Regions from separate parts of the Triticum aestivum genome. Here region 2 is linked to region 1. A link is a contact called in public Hi-C data. All regions are on one chromosome and are shown on one strand. The core of a region is the stretch at or near the end of the contact, and the rest is flanking DNA. Distances in the headings are between cores, read along the strand shown. Region 1 holds the start of LOC123148202. Region 2 holds the start of LOC123153477 (receptor kinase-like protein Xa21).

Region 1 (6,625 bases), core at 2,311-4,810:
CCCCCCTCCCCCCTTCCTTAAGACTCACCCCACTAGCTCAAATATAGTCAGGGCCGGTCCTGAGATTTCGGGGGCCCGGGGCGAAACTAAAACCCAGGGGCCCTTGATTTAAGCATCGAAATAATGTGTTATGGAGAAAATAGACAACAATGCGCGATGCAAAGTCTTGTTTAATGTCATGCTTGAACTTCAACTATGGGAGTACATTATTTTAGATACTGAACCAAAACAACAGAAGCCTCCCCGAATAGTCCACAAGGAATTTGCGTCCAAATTGCATTGTTGGATTCACATTTTTGAGTTCTTGGAATGACTATGGTACGACTATTACTACAAATAGGAGTATCTGAGAAATTAGATAGATGATCGAAATTCATACGAGTGGTGTGGAAAATATTTCTTCGTATCTTCAAAAGTTAAATACCTTCGTATCTTTAAAAAGTAAATATATGGTGCCACGCATGCAAAGTTACTCACATTTAGCGAATTGTGCAAATGATTAAATTAAGAGTTAATTACCCAATTATGACGTCATCTCATTGCTCAATTCAACCAACTGCCATGAGAGAATCCAGATCCTCGTTCTGCGCTTGATCTCTTTGAGATCTACTGCGGGAACATCAATATTACAGAACCAGAACGGTTAATTGTACAAACAGTGAAAGATGTTGACCTGCCGGTAATACTCACCTTTGTAGAGACGACACTCCGGCGCCGGAGATCAGCTCCATAGATCATGTGCGCGCCTGAGATCATGTGCACCGCGCCCCTTGGGATCTGGGTCTCATCTTATACTGCTCTTCTGGTTCACTACGTACGTTTTTTATGGCGGAAAGGCGGCGGCTATTACGTGCGTGATGGCGATTTTTTGGCGATGCATGCGTGGGTTGGCAGTTGATGCGTGAGTTATGGCGATATATCAGACTCTCCATATACGTACGTTTTTTGAAGAACTTCCATCTACGATACGTAGCTGCTTCTACTTGCGATGGGCCAGGCACACTGAACTTTTTTTTACTGCAGTCAAATGGGCCAAATACAAGGAAATACATACTTGGGGGCCCCTCCACCTTGGGGGCCCGGGGCGGCCGCCCCCCCTGCCCCCCCTCAGGGCCGGCCCTGAATATAGTCTAGAGTGGGCACTTCTCAGAAGAAGAAAAAGGGAACACGCTGTGTTGCTCCCCACTCATCCGCTGCTTTGCCACTCGATCCGGCCACCGTCACTTGCCCTCCATCGATTGCCCCTAGCCCCAATGACCGCTGGAATGGACAACTCCACCATCGTTGCACCCTTCGCCACCCTTGTCAACGTTGAAGACCCATCGCCAATCGCAAGTTTGGCACCACAAGGACCAAATCAACAAACGCCAAGTGAAGAGATTGAGAGCTATCGGTCGCCAGAGGTGGTCGTCGGTAGCTCCACCACCACCATCCTACATCCCTTGTCCACCTAGAGTCGCGCAATGACCCTTCCACCTCTAGTGGCCGAAGACGAGACCGGTTCAGACGAGACAAAGAGTGAAGCCGATGTTCCCAAGGATATCCCTGCAAGGAACAAACATACTTCTTATTTTGCAATTGCTCAATTGAATGATGCATGATTTGATATTGATTGCTAGGTGAGCAATGAATGATGATGTAGATGATTTCATTGCTATAGGGTGCTAGTTGGAAATGAGATGTGGGCAAGAAGGAACTTTCAAACACATCGAAGAGGCAAAGGCCCAACACACAAGTTGACGATGACTTGGTAGAGAACCCATCCACTCCTCAACTTCGGACAGATGGAAATAAAAACTCAAAGCTAGCCAAGAAGCATGTTGTTCGAGCATACAATGAGGAGTTAATTGCGATGTTGGAGGTAAATAGGTCATTGGCGGCCAACCGGAAAGAGGAGAAGATGGTTTGTTTCTATGAGATGAAGATGATGGAGGGGGAGAAGATGGACATGGAACAATTATCATGTGGCATGGAAATGTCAATACAAACAACATTGACATGATCCCAACCATCAATATTGAGGCAGTTACATCACATGATCTATGGATCTAACATGCATACTTCGGGATGCTTGGCTCCAAAACATGACCTCAATGTCATGCAATGATCCCATCCTTTTGCAAGGCTATTTGCCGGTGATGCTCGAACTTGTAACTATGTTGTCAATGGCCAACAGTATAACCTGAGGCACTACCTTGTTGATGGTATCTACCCTCCTTGAGCCACATTTGTGAAGACCCAACATCCTCAAGGTAACAAGAAATCTCACTTAGTGTGCCAAGAATCTACTAGGAAGGATGTTGAGAGAGCTTTTGGTGTGCTTAAAAAACGCTTTGCATTTATCCATGGCCATGTTGAGTTTGAAGCCTAAAAGCCTTTGACAGGTCGTGACAACATATGTGATCTTGCACAACATGATCATAGAGGTCGAGAGAGATGACACGGAGAACTTGCGGCGTCTACAATGGTGTCATGGCGGAGCCTGAACGTCATGCAAACATGATCCAAGCATTCCTCCAAGCACATTGAAGGATCAAGAACCTAGAAGCATACAACCAGCTCCATGAAAATCTTATTGAGCACCGTTGGCCACTTCATAGCACTTGATTCTTACGTTTTTATCATGTTTTCTTTTGGATTGTTATTTCATTTGAACCATATGTTGTGTTCGAATTTGAACGATTAAGTCTGGAAAACATTAAATTTGATATGTAGTTCAAGTGTGTGTACTTGAATTCTTAAGTTTCGAATCAAGATGTTGTGATAATATATTTTCATTCAGGTTTGAATTGTACTCTACTTATTTTTTGAGAGCGTGAAAATGGGGCGTCATTGAGCCTAAAGCTGCAGTATTCATTAGAGGTGTGCACTTCTAATGAGATGCATTTCTAGTTTGTAGCTTATATACGAACTGATTTGGAGAACGATTATTGTTGAATGCCCGATTGCCCATTCATTCGTACGGCTTAGCATGATTTCAAGCAAGTCATGAATGGACAATCCATACAACGGTATCTGGCCTGGCGTAGTACACGGAGAGACGCAACAACGGCACGGCACCACCGTCCGTCCGTCACACACGGAGGGGTACGCAACCCATCAGGCCGCCCCTACACTCCAAGGGAAGATTTTGCGCCCCAGAACCATTGGGTTGGATCTTCCCTTGCCGATGATAACCAACCGCTCCGTTCCTTCGCGCCACATATAACCGCTGCTCTCCTGCCGTCCGCACGCTACTCGGTTTCACTTTCACCCCGCAAAGCCAAGCTGGAGAGCGCTGGACGCCCCAGGGTAATGGCTGCCCACAGACCGAGTCACCGGAAGAGCCAGCCGCGGGTTACGCCGTGGGCCGTCGCGCTCGCCCACCACCCCGCGCTGTGTCGCCTAGCCCGGAGCTCATACCGTCCGTCCGTCGCCCCCGACCCCTCTTCCTACCCGGGCCCGCCCCCGCTGCGGCCGCAACCACCACGGGCCCGCCGCGCCCAGTCGAGGCCCCACACGTCGGCGTTCATCACGTGCCTCATCGGCCCTGCTCGCCGGATATATATCTCGCGCCAGCCGTGCCCGCAGTGTCAGTCAGTGACTCAGTGAGTGACGCGACGCGCTTGCCCGTACGCTGCCAGTCCGCCTGAGATATTTCTCTCTCTCTCTCTCTCTCTCTCTCTCTCTCTCTGGGGTGAGGGTGAGGGACTGAGGGTAGACCGCGGGTGCCCGTGATGCTGCTGCGGAGCGCGTCCTCGCCGCTGCTCAACGCGGCGCGCGTGCCGGCGGCCGCGGCGGTGGAGCATGTACTGGGCCACGGGCACCTCGCGGTGGCGTCGCCGGCGGGGCATCACGGGCCGAGGCAGCAGGGGGCGCTGTGCCGCGCATTGTCCGAGGCCGATCTGCTGGCGCCGGTGCAGCTCCCGGCCGCCTCCGCCTTCCTCGAGGAGTTGGACGAGGAGGAGGCGCAGCAGGAGGACGAGGACGTGGTCGCGGTCGGGGTGGCGGCCGTGCCGCTGCGCCGGCTGCTGACGAGCACGGGGCTGGACGCCGCGGGGGAGGAACAGGAGGCCGGCGCCGGCGGAGCCCTGGCGCTCCTCGAGGGCGTCGGGGGAGGCGGCGGGCGCGGGAGGGTGTGCGGCGGCTGGCAGGGCGGCCGCGGAGGAGACGGGGACGGCGACGGCGACGGAGGTGACCGCGGCGCCACCGACGCGCACTACCGGCGGATGATCAGGGCCAACCCGGGCAACTCGCTGCCGCTGGGGAACTACGCCAGGTTCCTCAAGGAGGTGCAGGGGGACGCGGCGAGGGCGCAGGAGTACTGCGAGCGCGCCATCGTCGCCAACCCCGGCGACGGCGACGCCCTGGCGATGTACGCGGGCCTCGTCTGGGAGACCAGCCGCGACGCTGAGCGCGCCGACGCTTACTACAGCCGCGCCGTCCAGGCCGCGCCCGACGACTGGTCAGTCAGCCAAACAACTCAGCGCGCCACTTCGCTGCTTCCTTGCTTGGCATGCGTGACAGTTTCTCGCTGTGCTTCTCTTGCAGCTATGTCCTGGGATCCTACGCCGGGTTCCTGTGGGACGCCGAGGAGGAAGACGGTCTCAACGACGGGCAGCCTCCGGCGGGGTCGCCGCCGTTCTATGGGGCAGCGCAGCCATCCTCCATCAGAGCGGCTTCTTAGACGAAGAATCAATCTCACTACCAGTAAACAAACTACATCTGGAACTCTGCAAGGAAGAGCGACATGCCACGATCACAGCGGCCTCTGAGGGAGGCCGCCACCGCCGTCGCCGGCCGGGACGCGGCAGCTTGTAAACTGAATAAACCAAGTCCGGCTACCTGTGTGAGCAGTACGCTTCTAAGGTTGGTAGGATCTGCAGCACTGCAGGATAAATATGTAGCCTAATAAGGTTTTGCTGTGCCTGTACATGTAGAATGTTCCTGATAACATGGTGTACGTGGTGTATGTACCACTTGTGAATTACAGTAAATGCCAGAACCGATTGCCCCAGCAGTTCAGCAGAAGCAGATCCATCTTCCATGTAGGAACAGAACACAAAATTACACTGAATGCACCAAGTTCATAGCAAAATTGGCACAAATTTTGCAGTAAAAGAAGAAAAGGGAAAACTCATGCAGGAAAAAGAAGTCTCGCGGCTTGGAAATACAAGGTAGTCATATGCAAATGTTACTAACTACAAATAACACCACTCCCTTGTACTGTTTGAAAAACAACACAAACTGAGAAGATAAACAGTACATTGGCTGCTTGCCATGCTTCAAACTCCAGGTGATCACACTAATTCAAGCACATGATACCAGCCACAAGTTTACTACCCAAATGACAAAAATGCAGACATGGGAGGCTGAGGCATGACTCTCAGCTTTCCGAAAGACTGGACTCAAGACTGTTTTCTATGCGTTGAGCACATGGTCGTCTGGAGTAACTTGAGCACGGATTGGCGTCCGGATGGGATCTGCAGTTGCAGTTGACTTGCTAATTTCTAGCTGTTCTGCAGAAGATATCGAAGTTGCAATGTCAACAGAACCTGTCTGCTCTGACGGCAATTTGGGGAGAGATTTCCGTTGGGACTTCTTCGGAGCAGGTGCTGCCTTGGGGCTGTTTTGGGAGGCCCTTTGGTCGAGGCTCAGACGAACTGGACGGCTTGAAGGATTGGTACTTACTGCTGTGCCTGCTGAAGTTGTGTTCTTTGAGCGACCAAGCTTTGGTGATCGAGGTCTGGTGGTAGGGACCTACGATGAATAGCAGTGGATAAGTAGTATTCTTCAGAAGCTAGGACACACCAATAAGCATTACATGTTGCGAGTTAAAATTGCTAGTGCAAATCATGGTAGAAACTTGAACCACCTGTCTACCAGGAAAACTAATGGTCCATTTTTTAAATACTGTTAACAGTTAACTCCATAATAATTAGGGATGGTCAACTTGCACAAACTCATCAAAGAGGTAAATCAAATAACTGAGTTTCAGATTTACTCAAATATAGTGGCAAGAGACATGGACCATGTGGTGATGGAGATTTTCATTTTAGTAATTAAACACCCAAAAGAAACTTGCATAATATCTACAAGAAATGGAATCTCCTAAACAGCTGATGAAGTAACCATCACCTACAGTACAACTGCACTAGCTACAGAAAATAATGCTTTCGGCGTGAAAAAATTGGCTGCAAATAGAACGTTCTCCAGAATTCTTGAACGAAGTAGTCATGCATAACCATGTGACAGCTGTATGTGATGTGGGTTGGTCACCCATGTGCTAGGGATAATACATTTTATCTTTTAGTTGGGAATAGTATCATTTAGAGATAAGATAACCCTTAGCTTCAGCCTTCAGCCAATTAGAGATAAGATATTTCCTTGGATATGACATTTCTTTCGATTCGGTTGTTAGGGCCAGCACCTTGGTGCATCTATTTTCATTAAGCAGGAAGTATATATCATGTCCACTTCGTCTAACCCTCTCCCTGATTAGCCATGCAACCCAGCCATGCTCCCGGCTGTCTTTTGTGGCTTTACCATCATGACATGTATACATGAAGCTACCAGCAAGGCAGCACTACTGGAATCACAATTTAGGTGTAGTAAGTGTAGTTTTAGATCTTACTAGAAGAATGCA
Region 2 (6,625 bases), core at 1,079-3,578, 130 kb after region 1:
CTAGAGAATTGCCCTTGCACGCCACCTCTTATCTTCACACCCTCAGACATAGGAGGCTTGGAAATCAGAACAAATGCAATTGGAGAAATTGCCTACACATTTCAGGTTTTTGGACTGTTGAATATTTCAAGATTTTTCCAATAAGTTTAATCCATAAAAACAGTGGATAAAATATGAATACCATAATAGCGATGATAACCAAAACAAGCAACCAATTTTTGAAACCAGTCATGCAATTGAGATGATAAGAAACAAGATCATATCCATATGACTCCTACTAGCAGTAAAGCAAATGCTAATCTTAAAAGTGAGGATAAGATGGCATACAAAGCAATGAAAGAGGATGCAGGTTTGCCGTTTGTCATGTCGCCAAGGAGCTGGTCAACGTCAGGGAAGTAGTCGTCGTTGGGAAACTCGTTGTCAAGGATGTCACTGTTTGTTGTTACGATGAACAAGGATCCAGCAGTGGCGCAAAAGCGCTCTCCAAAAACCTGATCACCCCTATTCCGTAGCAGATCACAAGAGTCGGAGTTTTTGATGCCTACTTTCTCACTTCCCGGTGCTGAGAAGCGAGATGAGAAATCGATAGGCGGCGCAAAGCTTGAAACCGAAGGTAGGAGTTGAAGTAGCATATATGGAGAAGAGGAGTGACCTCTCTTATAGACTTCAAGAAGTGGAAGCGAAACCAAAACACTAATGGAAAGATGATGGAATATAATGGCATCAATAGGGAGATGAATGAAAATATTCACAACGTTCAGTTTCATTTCCCACTAGTGTAAAAGGTTTCCGACTTCTTTCTTGCATGACAGCATGCACGGAATGAAGGAAACGGAACCACAATACTAATGGAACAACGAAACCGAAACATTAGTGTCATCAATGAGAGATGAATGGAACATTCACAACCATTCAGTTTTGTTTTCCACTAGCACAAAATATTTCTGCATCTTCCTTGTTATGTATGAACGTGTCACATGGGACTATGAGATTTTCCTAGGAATTATTGGATATAACAAATATGATAAAGCCGAATAATTCCAATCATACGTGATAGTCATTGCCAGCCTCATCATGGATAAAAAAGGAAATGGTACCACTATCCTTCTTCCTCCGACGGCAACTTTTTTTTTTCGAGAGTACACCAAAAGCATTACCATATTTTATAGAAAATAGAAAATATTTACCAGTCTACTACAAATGCGAACATTCGGATAGACAAGAGTCCCACTCAATACACCAACACCTGAAGAAACGCCTAGGCTAACTTCTCACAAATCATTGCAAACCACCAACACCAACACCGGCTTGCCTCCACTCGACGACCTCATTCAACACTTGAGCAGAAAGCTCGAAAGCGACTTCTCAATTATCAAAACACCTGACAAGACCGGCCATTTCAACAATGGTGGCTCCTTCCATTTTTCGGCAGAACAGCTTCCAGCTCCTCAATGTTGACTGAGAGACAATACGGCAGAGAAAATAAACGCATCACTAGTTCAGATTCTTCACATGCAAATAGCAGTATGTTTTAGCAGACACCTCTCGCCTCTGAGCTAAGTAGTGTCCCCAGCAACGACAACAAGAGAGGAATCTTCAGAGGAGCACAAAGTCTAAAACAGCTGGAGGAGCACTGGATTTCTTACGAGAGACAATGTATCCTTTCACACAGCGCGACAGTGACACGGATGCAACAGCACCAGGATAATCACATATACCAATATAAACGCAGGCGAGCCGCAATATGTCGGCCGAGAATTTGGCAAAGAGACAAAGAGAGTTTACTCCCTTAACCTGGCACACCATGATGTTTCATTTAGCTCCGTTAACTCCATAGTCTCCATCCACTCAGACTCCATCCATGTACAGTACAGTCTCAAGGTAAACAATCTAGGCCATAACAAGCCCACTGGAGATCGGCAACCTTGCGAGTCTGAAGAGGCTGCACGCAGCATAAGATTTGGTAGTCAACTTGGGATACAACTAATCAGTTAATTAAAGTCAAGTCATCGAGAACATGCTTAGTTAATTCTTCTCTTCTGGCATACAATACATAGCTAGTACTATATTTCTTCTTATAGTGGAATGGCAGCACTCCTGCCGCTGTCGGCAGATTCTCAATTGCACAAGGCAACAATGCATAAATCAACCATGGATGACTCGCAAGTCCTGCGTTGACCAGAGCACTGACGAGTCATGCTGGCTCACAAGTCATGCACTTGAGTACTCTGTTGACCCCATTTGTCAGCAACTTGAAAACAGATAATTAAGTTCACTGAGCCATGAATTATTGAGCAACTTGCCATGCTCAATCCATTATATATAACAATGCAAAGCAGGAAAGCGCACTTGTGTCTACCAGAACCAGAAAGAAGTGAGCAAAAGCAGCCAGCCTTTGGTAGAAACATAGTAGGCGCAGGGCTCCCCGTGCTAGTTTCTTTGCTCCTCGCACTCGCTGCTAGCACGGGGTCAGCACACATTCCACACGCCGGAACCGCCGCAAGTAATTCCAGCGACCACTCTGCTCTTCTGTCCTTCAAGGCGCTCATAAGGGACGACCCCTTGCAAGCTCTGGGGTCATGGGGCAACCGGTCCACGCCCATGTGCCAATGGCACGGCGTGGCGTGCGGCAGGCGGGGACGCCGCCGTGGCCGGGTTGTGGCGCTGGACCTCGGCGACCTCAACCTTCTAGGCGCAGTCTCCGCCTCGGTGGCCAACCTTACATTCCTGAGGAGGCTCCGCCTAGCCGGTAACCGCTTGAATGGCGCCGTGCCATCAGCTCTTGGCCACCTGCGGTACCTGAAGCGGCTCAACCTGTCGGACAACTCTCTGGACGGCGCTATTCCGCCGTCGCTTTCGCGGTGCCGGCAGCTCGACAGTATCAGCCTTGGATACAACAGGCTGAAAGGGAAGATACCCCGGGAGCTTGCAGCCTTGCCCAACCTGGGTTTACTCGAGCTCGGCCGGAACGAGCTCCAAGGGGAGATACCGCATGAGCTTGGCTCCTTGCACAATCTTGTGGTACTCGATCTAGGCCACAACCAGCTTGGAGGAACCATCCCTGCGGAGATCAGCAACCTTGTGAACCTGGAGTATGTGGACATTTCAAACAATAAGCTAACAGGAGAAATACCCCCTGGCATAGGTAACCTTGTCAAACTAGACACACTTTCTCTGAATTCAAATCAACTGTCTGGTTCTATTCCAAGTTCAGTAGGAAATCTCTCGGTGCTGGGCTTTCTTAGCCTGGCCACAAATAACCTTACAGGAAGTATTCCAGCATTACATAATCTTTCATATCTCTCGGTACTCAATTTAGGAAACAATGGCCTGACAGGATGCATCCCACCTGGGTTAGAGAACCTCACATCACTCTCTGCCATATCTCTTAGCCGAAACCATCTAACTGGCCAAATTCCAGCATCAATAGGGAACCTCAACTTGCTTGAACTCCTTTATCTGTCATTCAATAATCTTACAGGTCCCATACCCCACTCCATTGGAAACCTACACTCCCTCGCTGAAATTGGCCTCGAAAACAATGAATTAGAAGGGCCATTGCCTCCTTTGCTATTCAATCTTTCCTACCTCCAAGTTATCAATGTACAAAGCAATTATAACCTCAATGGGTCTTTTCCATTCGACATGGGAAACAACCTTCCAGGCCTACAGGTCTTCCTTGCAGCTTATAATCAATTCCACGGTTCTATTCCTCCCTCTTTGTGCAATGCCTCTATGATTCAAATGATCCAGCTCCTTCATAACTCCCTAACAGGAACAATTCCCAGTTGCCTAGGAATTCGCTTGAGGAGCTTGTCCGTATTAACCATTGCCGAAAACCATATTCGAGCAACACAAGATGCCGACTGGGGTTTCGTGTCCAGCCTAAGCAATTGCAGTAATTTGCAAGTGTTGGATTTAGGTGGTAATATGCTTGAAGGTGAAATACCAAGTTCGGTAGGCACCGTCTCCACAAATCTAGAGTTTCTTAACATGCAAGATAACAGCATAACGGGGAAGATTCCTGAAGTAGTGGCGAACTTGAGCAATCTGCGCGCACTTTTTCTAGATAGTAACCATTTAAAGGGTACTATTCCAACCTCTCTTGGCAAGTTGAAGAGACTAAATTTGTTAAACCTAGGAATGAATGACCTATCAGGATCGATCCCTCCCACATTCAACAATCTTACACAACTAAGCGAACTTAAACTTGGTGGCAACATGCTTAGTGGAAGCATACCTTCTAGTCTCATGGCATGTCCATTACAAAAACTAGACCTTTCAAACAACAGCCTTGGTGGTCCAATACCTAGGGACCTATTCCTTATAAACACATTGTCCATCTACATGAGACTCCAAAACAATCTATTAACCGGGGATTTGCCTACAGAATTAGGTAACCTAAAGAATATTGGGGAACTTGATTTCTCCGGTAATCTGATATCTGGAGAGATTCCGATCTCGCTTGGAGGGTGCCAGACACTGCAGTTTCTGAATGTATCTCGGAACAACCTTCAAGGGACAATTCCGCCATCAATCATGCAGATGAAAGCCCTATTGATGCTTGATATTTCCCATAATAATCTCTCAGGGAGCATTCCTGGGTTCCTCGGGAGCATGGAAGGGCTTGCTAGTTTGAATCTCTCATTCAATAACTTGGACGGTGAGGTTCCAACAGATGGGATCTTCAGCAAGGCAGCTTCCGCCTCAGCCTCAATTATGGGAAATGATGGCCTGTGTGATGGAATCCCTCAACTGAAGTTGCCACATTGCTCCAACCTCACCACCACGAAACCAACTCAGAAACTGGTCATAATATTCTCCATATGTGGAGCAGTCATACTTATCGCATTAGTATTTGCACTGTCGACATTCTACAGTAAGAGCAGGAAGATGAAAGCAAACAAGCAGACATCATCCATCGGCGAGCAATATTTAAGGGTTTCTTATGCTGAACTGGTCAGTGCAACTAATGGTTTTGCTTCAGAGAACCTCCTTGGAGCAGGAAGCTTCGGCTCGGTGTACAAGGGAACAATGAGGATAGATGACCAGCAAGTAGTGATTGCTGTGAAGGTGCTCAACCTCACACAGCGAGGTGCATCCCGAAGTTTTGTTGCAGAATGTGAGACCCTGAAATGTGTTCGACATAGGAATCTTATGAAGATATTGACAGTGTGCTCAAGTATTGATTCTCAAAGCCGTGACTTCAAGGCCCTCGTGTATGAATACCTACCAAATGGAAATTTGGACAAATGGATACACCACCATCCCATAGAAGATGGTGAAAATAGGTCACTGCATCTCCGTGTGAGACTGCAGATTGCAATTGATGTAGCATCATCACTCGAATACCTTCACCAACATAAGCCAATGCCAATTATTCACTGTGATCTTAAGCCCAGCAATGTTCTCCTCGATGGTGAAATGATTGCTCATGTTGGTGATTTTGGGCTTGCAAGGTTTCTACATCAAGACTCAGAGAAATCAACTAGTTGGGGATCGATGAGAGGCACAATCGGCTATGCCGCTCCAGGTGAGCTTTTAACTCTCTTCTAAAATAACCCCCTTCAAAATTCTGGAATTGGTTTTCAAGATTGAACACCCCGCCCACCACTCTTAAGTTAAATATGGCTATTTAACCTGCTCATTTCATTTTGCTCACATTTTTCTGTCAATTTCAGAGTATGGACTGGGCAACCAAGTTTCAATCCATGGTGATGTCTACAGCTACGGCATACTGTTGCTGGAGATGTTCAGTGGAAAAAGGCCAACAGAGAGCAGATTCGGAGAATCCTTTGGCCTTCACAAGTATGTGCAAATGGCATTGCCAGAAAGGGCAGCAGAGGTCATAGACCGAGACTTACTAGCAGAGACAGAAGATGGCAAAGAAAGCAGCTCAAATTCTAACAGAAATATGGATCTGAGAATTGCTTGCATCACTTCAGTTCTGCGCACTGGGATTTCATGCTCACAAGAGACCCCAACGGATCGCATCCAAATCGGGGGTGCTCTGAAAGAGTTGCTGGCAATAAGAGACAGATTTGACAAGGAGATGTGTGCGGAAGGCGAGCCAGCAAACTAAAGCATACGAAGCCATTCAAGCAACCAGGACTGGTCAATATGGACGGCAAGCTGCCATTTCAATGAGGCTCCAGCTAGTTCCAAATAAATAAATAAAAGTAGTTGTGTTTTGTGGAATATTTGCTGTATTACCGTAATGGTATATCTGTATTGTTGAATTGTACGTGTATATGGTGTTGTATAAACCATATGTTCTAGAATAAGTCCATGGTGTAGCGCATGCGTCTGCTTGTTGTAATAATCAGCCGGTTATTGAGATTAGCGTGGGGATCATACCGGCTGATCTCTCTGTAATCTGTCAATCACCATGGACCTATATAACACGTATGCGTCCCTGCCTAACAGCACACGCTTCCAGCCCCACTTTGTTACTTTAATAAACTGCCTTATGTATTCTCCACGACTACAATTTTTTACTGAGTATATGACCAGAACAATGCTTAGCTAGGAGAACAAGATTGCACGCTTTCACATCATTCCCTTCACGCAATGCTTAGCTTATCTTATTCGCTTACATCCTCGATTATGACCAGGATTTCATCCA

Evidence for each region. Hi-C and Micro-C count contacts between places; a contact is called where the count stands out from the background.
Region 2: a Hi-C map of leaf shows a contact between it and region 1, with 5 times the contacts expected there. The contact joins the promoter of LOC123153477 here to the promoter of LOC123148202 in region 1. A contact is called at or near these places in 4 of 5 Hi-C or Micro-C datasets (leaf and root) and 1 of 1 datasets of contacts at active chromatin or transcription factors (leaf).

Annotation. Positions count from the first base shown.
Region 1 is chr7A:557,156,240-557,162,864 of IWGSC CS RefSeq v2.1, forward strand. LOC123148202 reads left to right here and starts at 3,561. Exons shown (of 2, transcript XM_044567567.1): 1 at 3,561-4,444; 2 at 4,531-4,999. The coding sequence starts at 3,717. The coding sequence ends at 4,666. It overlaps LOC123148201 (protein WVD2-like 5), which reads right to left. Exons shown (of 8, transcript XM_044567564.1): 8 at 5,117-5,739. The coding sequence ends at 5,401.
Region 2 is chr7A:557,292,241-557,298,865 of IWGSC CS RefSeq v2.1, forward strand. LOC123153477 (receptor kinase-like protein Xa21) reads left to right here and starts at 2,329. Exons shown (of 2, transcript XM_044572583.1): 1 at 2,329-5,533; 2 at 5,682-6,625. The coding sequence starts at 2,329. The coding sequence ends at 6,082.